Linked DNA regions of Sus scrofa: regions 2 and 3 are each linked to region 1. The links are chromatin contacts, called in public Hi-C maps. All regions are on one chromosome and are shown on one strand. Each heading gives the region's core, a stretch centred on a gene start, on an enhancer-like site or on the middle of the called end of the contact. The rest is flanking DNA. Distances are from core to core; before and after follow the strand shown. Region 1 overlaps DCBLD2 (discoidin, CUB and LCCL domain-containing protein 2). Region 2 holds the start of CPOX (coproporphyrinogen oxidase). Region 3 has its middle 81 kb from the start of DCBLD2.

Evidence for each region. Hi-C and Micro-C count contacts between places; a contact is called where the count stands out from the background.
Region 2: a contact with region 1 is called in a Hi-C map of embryonic fibroblasts, with 7 times the contacts expected there. The contact joins the promoter of CPOX here to the enhancer-like site in region 1. A contact is called at or near these places in 3 of 5 promoter capture datasets (fetal liver, fetal skeletal muscle and liver), 25 of 47 Hi-C or Micro-C datasets (adipocytes, alveolar macrophages, blood and 15 more) and 2 of 2 datasets of contacts at active chromatin or transcription factors (alveolar macrophages and skeletal muscle).
Region 3: a contact with region 1 is called in a Hi-C map of liver, with 7 times the contacts expected there. The contact joins two enhancer-like sites. A contact is called at or near these places in 3 of 47 Hi-C or Micro-C datasets (liver and undifferentiated spermatogonia) and 1 of 2 datasets of contacts at active chromatin or transcription factors (alveolar macrophages).

Annotation. Positions count from the first base shown.
Region 1 is chr13:160,152,013-160,154,712 of Sscrofa11.1, reverse strand. DCBLD2 (discoidin, CUB and LCCL domain-containing protein 2) reads right to left here. Exons shown (of 16, transcript XM_021070662.1): 14 at 1,795-1,844. Among named protein-coding and RNA genes, the nearest start is that of ST3GAL6, 72 kb to the left of the region's middle. Within about 2 kb of position 1,387, at least 20 of the 83 cell types and tissues checked have an H3K27ac peak or open chromatin away from gene starts, as enhancers often do. A contact at or near this core is called in alveolar macrophages, embryonic fibroblasts, fetal liver and 1 more, where this site is marked.
Region 2 is chr13:160,331,169-160,333,868 of Sscrofa11.1, reverse strand. It overlaps CPOX (coproporphyrinogen oxidase), which reads right to left and starts at 1,433. Exons shown (of 7, transcript NM_001243844.1): 1 at 829-1,433. The coding sequence starts at 1,345.
Region 3 is chr13:159,981,743-159,984,442 of Sscrofa11.1, reverse strand. No RefSeq gene overlaps it. Among named protein-coding and RNA genes, the nearest start is that of DCBLD2, 81 kb to the left of the region's middle. Within about 2 kb of position 1,367, at least 1 of the 83 cell types and tissues checked has an H3K27ac peak or open chromatin away from gene starts, as enhancers often do. A contact at or near this core is called in liver, where this site is marked.

The DNA.
Region 1 (2,700 bases), core at 138-2,637:
TTTTTTTATTGTGGTAAAATACACCTGATATAAAATCTATCTTAACCATTTATGAGCAAATAGTTCAGTGATATCAACTATATTAATACTGTTGTGCAGGCATCACCAACATCCATCTCATAACTCTCTTCTTCTTGTAGAACTAAAATCCATACCTAGTACTCCTGATTCTCTTTTTTGCCAGCCCCTGGAACTCACCATTCTACTTTCTGTGTTTATAATTTTGAATACTCTGGAGTTCCTGTCCTGGCACAGTGAAAATGAATCTGACTAGGAACGATAAGGTTGGGGGTTCGATCCCTGGCCTTGTTCAGTGGGTTAAAGATCCGGCATTGCTGTGAGCTGTGGTATAGGTCGCAGACATGGCTTGGATCTGGTGTTCCTGTGTTGTGGCCTAGGCAGGCAGTGAGCTCCAATTCGACCCCTAGCCTGGGAACCTCCATATGCTGTGGGTACGGGGTGAAAAAGCAAAAAAAAAAAAAAAAAAATTGAGTATTCTAAGTACCTCGTACTAATGGAATCATATAATATTCTTCTTTTTGTGACTGGCTTATTTATTTCACTTAGCATGTGCTTAAGGTACATCCACACTGTGGTATACTGCAGAATTCCCTTCTTTTTTAAGGCTTGATATTCCATTTTATGTATATCCCACACTTTGCTTATCTATTCAGTAGCTGACGGACACTTAGGTTGCTTCCATTTTTCAACTATTGTGAATAATGTGGCTATGAACATGGGTATAAAAATATCTCTGTTTCAATTCTTTTGGGTCTATACCTAGAAGTGGAATTGCTGGATCATATGGCAATTCTATTTTCAATTTTTTGAGGAGTCACCAAAAAATTCTGTTTCCCACAGAAGCTGTACTATTTTACATTCCCACCAACAGTGCACAAGGGTTAAATTTCCCCACATCCTTGCCGACGCTTGCTGTTTTCTGCTTTTTCCTGTTTTCTTTTGTTTCCTTCTTTCCAGTAACTTTGGGTTTAATTTGTTCTTTTTCTAGTTCCTTAAGTTGTTCAAGTCTGTATTTTGCTTTGATAGAATATCCAGTTCAAAGCAGAACACAATAGAAATCTCTATCAAAAGTGTATACTAGGGCAAATCACTACTACTATAGTATAGCCAGATTCAGTCTGTTACAGCAGTGGTTTTTAATAAATTTAATTACGTTCAAAAATTCTTCCCAAGATCAACTCTGGGATGGTCTGTCCCCACCACAGCTCTTTTCAACCTTAGTCACAGTGGACTGGCTCCTATTAGTCACTCTGGGAGTGAGAAGTGGGAAGGATAAGACCTGGAGAAGGCCCCCAGTGTAACCTGTGGCAACCTGCCACCTACCACAGAGTAGAAATTCATAAGATATAACTCATGGAAGATTTCACTGACTCGTAAACTGCTGGACTCCACGTGGTAAATATCCACAGCAGAGTGACACACACACACTGTGTCACTGGGACCGCAATCCTCTGCTTCTTACCCAGTGTTCACGTTCACCACACAGAAACCTGGTCTCAAGCTAGACACATGCATGAGGCAAACCAGACAAATTCTCCAGAAGAAAAAGAACAGAATATGTGTTATGGGAAATTCTTATGTTTCATTTCATTACTTATCAGCTAGAAGAGAATTTAGAGAAAAGTAAAAACAATCAGAAGAAGAATGCCCTTTTTCTAATAGTACTGGGGAGTTCACGTGGGCCTGCAAAGGACACTCCTCTGTCACTACTGCCACCTGGAGGGCAGGGGCTTCCCTCTGATGGAAAGAGATGCAAAGCCATGCATGAAGTACCTGCTCGGTCCCAATAAGGTAAGTCATATGTGCCTTCAGTTTTTTTCTTCCTGGAAAAATACAAGAAAAAAAAATAGCAAATAGAATGAATTCACTAGCAAGAAAACTCTGAAACTGCAGGATAAACACCAAAGTTAATAATTAGTCAAGAGTACACATTTCTACTTGTTGATCTACCTGGGGGGGTTTCATTTTCATTTGACTTTTAAAGTTGCCACTGCTGAAGTTCATAAATTCTGGACTCTCAATAAATATTAAACAACTATCTCCTGAGATATCTTATTAGCCAACTATTTGCCACAAAAAAATGGATAAAGGAATTTAAAAAAAGACTAAGTGTGCAGATTAAAAGGCTGAACCAAATCAAGGCCCAACCCTGACATGTGGGTTACTATGGGGAAATCATGTTAGATTTTAGTTTCAAATATGAATTTCACAAATTAGTTGATTCACAAAGTTCACAGAAAAAGCCCTACATTTTCTTCTACATTGTTATTAACATGTTGGTTTTTTCTACAGTCCTTTGCCCCAGAGAAGTTTAAAGTATCACATAATACGGTAATTGCATAATCTTGATTCCTCCATCCTGTACAGGGTAAGCCAACGCTCTCACTAATAATGAGAACAGGATTTTCCATGCCTGGCGGCCAAGGGCCACATGCGCAGTAACAAAGGTTCTCCCCACCTCCTCCTCAGAATTCCAACATATCCTCCCCTGGAGAAACCTTTACCCCTTCCTAACATTAATTGCTATCTACCAAAAGCCTTTTACAAAGAAAAAACTAAGCACACAAAAGGACATTTTCTGATGCTGGCATGTAAAACCAATGAAAATAATGCCCTGCGAGCTAAAGATAAAGAAGCTGATCTATTGTTATCAATGAGGATAAGACAGTTAGGTGATTT
Region 2 (2,700 bases), core at 184-2,683, 180 kb before region 1:
GATTCAACCTCTAGCCTGGGAACCTCCATATGCCACAGGTGCAGCCCTAAAAAGCAAAAAAAAATAAAATAATAAAATAAATGTGGCATATCACAGCCCAAAATCAGCTAATGAGAAGTTGTTGTTAGTATTCCCAGGTAAGAAGAATCAGAAATACTTTAAATTTATGACCAAGATGTAGGGTTCCACTGCATAGGCAATAACATGGTCATGAATATAGGACTCTGTAAAAACTTGGTTTTAATACTGAAGTATTTTGCCAGTGGAGGTAAAGATTTTCCTGGCAGGCAATCTGATGGCGCATCTGGCAGAACTACTGACAAGCTGAATCAAATACTTCTTGCACAACCTGGGGAAAGGACATAAGGACACAGTAACTCCCTCAGCTGGAGGAGACCAGAGACCGGCTTACACTTAGTAAAGAGGAGCTAGCTTTTTTTTTTTTTTTCCCAGCTCCAAAGGAGATAGGGTAAACGCACCCAGAGAAGCAGATGAAATGTGAAAAAAAATCTATGCTCAATTACAACCTAGGACATCCAAGTTTGTTGGCTAAAAGCGACCTACTGATTTCTACGGAAAATGCCATTATAAAATTGAGAAGATTTAAAAAATGTCCAGTACTAGAGTGACAGCCGATCTAGGTCCACAAATCCAAGCTGAGGGCTGATGACCCTGTCAGTGTCAGTCTTTTTAACTGTGTCCCTTTTAACCCAGCAAAGGCTGTTACAGGTACCCTTTCCTTACTTCCATCCCCTATTCTGAGTCATTTACTACCAGCCTGACCTCTTTTCCCTATCTCCACCTCCCTCTAGGGGCCGACCTCCTCACCTTCTTTCCTCTCCCACCGATCCACAGAGAAGCGGGCACCCCCATCCACCTGTGCCAACGCCTGGCACACCTGGGCCTGGGTCTCCAGTATCAACAGCTCCATCTTGGTTTTCATGTCCTCCGGCCTAGTCCGCAGCTCGCTCAGGTCAGTCACAGGCGGGGCCATGAAGCAGCTGCAGCGGCGGGCTAGTTCGTCGTCGTCTTCCTCCGGTTTCCCGGGCAAGGTGCTCGGCGTCCCCGAGCTCTTGCGCACCATCTCCGCACGCTCCACCTGCCCGAAGGCGGCAGCGGCCAGCCCTGCCAGCCCCGCTAGCCCCGCCGCCACCCCGGTCCTCAGCCGGGGGCTGCCTCCCGTCGTGGGGCCGTGCCCCAGCCCGCGGCTCTGCTGGGGGCAAGTGGTGCCAGGCGGCCGGCAGAGGCGTCCCACAGCATAGCGCCGGGACCAAGCGCTTAGCTCTCCGCAGCCGGCACGCGCCGCACGCCAGCAGGGGCCCGCGCTCAGCCCGCCCAAGTGCATAGCCCCGCTCCCGCGCTGTCACCCCGGACAGTGCCCGCCTCCCAGAGAGCGGCCCTTGTGCTCCCTGGGGTCCTAAAGAGCGAGCAGCGCCGGGTGAAGGAACTTTTGCGGGAGAAGAGCTACTACCGGGTCGGCTTGCCAGCGGCAGGCGGGAGGCGGGGGATGCCGGGAGCTGTAGTTCTGTCTCCTATCGCCGCCTGCAGGGGCGCACCCGGGAGATAAAAGAATCCACCGCCGCCAGAAGGGCGGGTCCCACGGGAAGAGAACCGGGTGGCGGTGGTAGGAGAGGGCCGTGGAAGCGCTGGAAGAGATAAAAGAAGCCTTCTTGTCACGTACAACCTCTGGTCTGTGGTTCAGCCAGCCACAGGGAGAAGGCAAAGTAGGGCTGGACGGACTGAGGACTAACCTGGGCAGAAATATGCCCAGAGACTCCTGCCCTGACTTACAACTTTTAAACAGCATTGCAAATTCTGGTTCTTTTTATGTATAGAAGGTCCCGGATCCAGTCCTCTAAATCTTCTAAAATTGGTAGGATTGGTGGGGGCGGAGCCTGGGAAACTCCTAACCTATGGGCTAGTTTTTCAAAGGAGTCAGAAAAGCTAATGAAAATGGTCCTAAGAAAATCCTAGGAAAAGATTTTCTGCGATCAACACCATAGCACATTTCTATCATTAAAATCTTCCCAGGCCTTGCTCCTACAGTGTACAATTGATTGTTCTAGCAATAGGAAAAGCAAAAGTGTTTTTCTAAACCAGCATAAAACTCATGACCTGTTGTATTTGGGTGATCGAGGAATAAGAAACTTTAAAATATTTATCATCCTGCAGTTGTAGGGTGCTGCCAAATATATCTCACGTTTAATACTCCCAATAACTCCTGTAAACTAGGCAGGACACACTCCTCCTTATTCCCCAAAACACATGAGCGCAGGCGCGCGCGCACACGCACGCGCACACACACACACACATGCTTTTAAAGAAATGAGAAACGAAGCTAACATAGATTTCATAGTTGTTGTTGTTTTTTTCCCCTGTAACCGTACCACAGTTCCATGTTGTCTGCATATGAGTGTAAGAACAATTGTCATGGGCTCCTTTGTCCCTTAAATCTCCAGGATGATTTTCATTTCAAGCAGCAGATAATTATTTAAGCCACCAGTGGTAGTTTCTACAAGCTTTTTCTTAGTGGCTAGATGTAATTATGGAACTTCCATGGCTACATGTTTGACCAGTTGTTTAGGGCAGTGTATTTTATCCAATTACAGCAGCATCTGGCAGCTCTCACATGGGAGCAGAGTGTTAGCTGGGTGGGCAAGCCTAACTCTCTAGAGATTCAGTAAATGGTAAAAGCTTAGA
Region 3 (2,700 bases), core at 118-2,617, 170 kb after region 1:
CAAAGAAAAATCTCTCTAAAGGGCAAAACTAAGGAAGTTTTAAGCTAAGGGTGCATGCATATTCATGAAGAGGCTTGAGCAAAGGAGAATTCAGCACGGAATTGGGACAAATGTCTTTGACAGAGCCCAAGCTTCAGCTGATTGAAATCAGATGGTTAACATCAGTATTCCATCCTCCACCTTGGTGTGGGCTTAAGCTCCTACAGAACTCAAAAGACCTGTATCAGGTTGTGGTGTATATTCCTTGAGGAGGAACTAGGATTCTGTCTTATTGCTGAACTATTGTTTCTTGACTGCTTTTCCTTTGTTCCTGCCTTCCCTTACTTTTCTTAAGAACAATGGTTGCTGAGACCTGTTCAAGGGCAATCATTATGGCCTGGCTTAGATCACAAAATGGCTTAGGCCAAAATAGCTTCTTTTATATCAAGAAAGCCATTCCTGGTTCTCTTTCTCCAAGGACCCCTTAACCTATCTTCTTACAATGAGGATAACAGGCAGATGTTATAACTGGTTCTAGAGAATCTGAAGAAACAGATACCTTTATAAATCAGGAATATGGAAATGAATGTGCAAATGGAGGCAAAAGTTGTTTCCCCACAGGAAGGAAAGGGAAATCAATTGAGTCTTTATTGGACATGACATGATTTGTATATCAATATACAAGAATTATTTTTCATTGTTACCACTTATCTTCAATTTATAGAGTTGCAAAAGAGCACAAGGATAACAGACTAGTATCAGATAATCCTGAGAGTGTTCTCTAGAGCCCAGGCGATGCATAGTTTTCAAGTACAACTTTCTTTCCTACAAGAGAGAATAATTTTATGCTTGATGTTCTTTCCTTTATCAGTTTTCTTAGAAAACAGGCATAAACCTCTGGGTTTCCATATCAGATTCTTATTATCTGTCTCACACAGAATACAATGAAATTGGGTAAGAATTTGCAGAATACACATATGAGATAGTTCATGATTAGAAGTTCTTTTCCCCAATTGTTTTATTTAACTGTGTGAAATATTCAATTTTCTCTTGTTCCTTAGCATTCATTATATCCATATAGCAAATATTTACCAATTACCTATTTATCTGGTGTCAGGTCTAAGAAAACAGAAGTAGATCAATGTCTCTGTTCTTAAGAAACTTAATACAACAGATATGAATTGTATTTCAGACACTCAGAGGTGTAACAAATATCAACATAATTTATTTTTTTTTAATCAAAATACTCTGAATCTGAGACTCAGACACCTGCTTGGCAAATCATTTAATCTCAGTCATTATACAGCTTTCATGATGCTCTGTGAAGGTCCCAATGGTAATAAAAAAAGCAAAATATTTGTGTGGCTTATCTATGGCCTTTGATCCTGAAGGGGAAAGTTGTGCAAAGCTTAGTAATTTAGTAGGCATTCTGGCTAGCTCATCTATGTGGACTCATCCCTGCTTTTGGCTGTTTTTGACTAGGTTATCTTACAGGTTCATAGAGATAGAAGTTAGCTTGTAGAATTTTTGTTGTTGTTGTTGTCTTTTTAGGGCCATACCCATGGCATATGGAGGTTCTCAGACTAGGGCTCGAATCAGAGCCGTAGCCACCAGACTACACCACAGCCACAGCAATGTCAGAACCGAGCCGTGTTTGTGACCTATGCCACAGATCACAGCAATACTGGATACTTAACCCACTAGTTGAGGCCAGGTATCGAACCAGAATCATCATGGATGATAGTTAGATTCTTTTCTGCTGATCCATGACAGGAACTCCCTAGGAGTTCAATAATGAAAATATTTCCTAAGGGCAGCCAAGAAAATGATTCCTGTTCATGGCAAGGCAAGAGAGTTTTGTCAGATAGAGAATATAAATCTCTGGAAGTCAAATTCCCATTTTATATACCTTACTGGTTCTCTTATTACTGAGTTAAATAAAATCCTTGATGTGTTCATTTTGTATTCACATGAGAGTGATGATTTTATTCTCTTTTAAAATGTGTACAGTCTGTTAACCTAAAAAACTATGCAGAAGGCTGTGAATAAGAGATTATTTGGGGTCTTAAAATAAATAAAACAAATACTAACAGACAAAAAGGGAGAAACTGATGGGAATACAATACTAGTAGGAGATTTTAACACCTCACTCACATTAAAGGACAGATTTTCAAGACATAAAATCAACAAGGCAACAGAGATTCTAAATCATATAATAAAACAGTTAGATTTAATTTATATTTTCAGGACATTACACCCTGAAAAAGCAGAATGTGCACATGGAACATCCTCTAGGATTGACTACACAATAGAGCACAAAAGGAGCCTCAACAAATTTAAGAATATAAAAATTATTTCAAGCATCTTTTCACAGTGGCATGAAACTAGAAATCAACATAAAACAGAAAAAGAAATGAGAAAAAAACAATTACATGAGACTGAACAACGAGTTACCAAAAAACCCCAATATTAATGATAAATCAAAGAAGAAGCTAAAAAATATTTTGAGGCAAATGACAATGAAGACACAACCATACAAAATCTGTGGAATGCTGCAAAAGGTGTTCTTAGAGGGAAGTTCATGGTGATGCATGCCTTATTTAGAACATAATATAGGTCAGAGAGAAAATAAAGTAGATATTAAAAAGCCAATAGATTATTAAACAGAAGAAAAAGGAAAAAAAATCAATAAAACCAAGAGGTCATTCTTCAAAAGGGTAA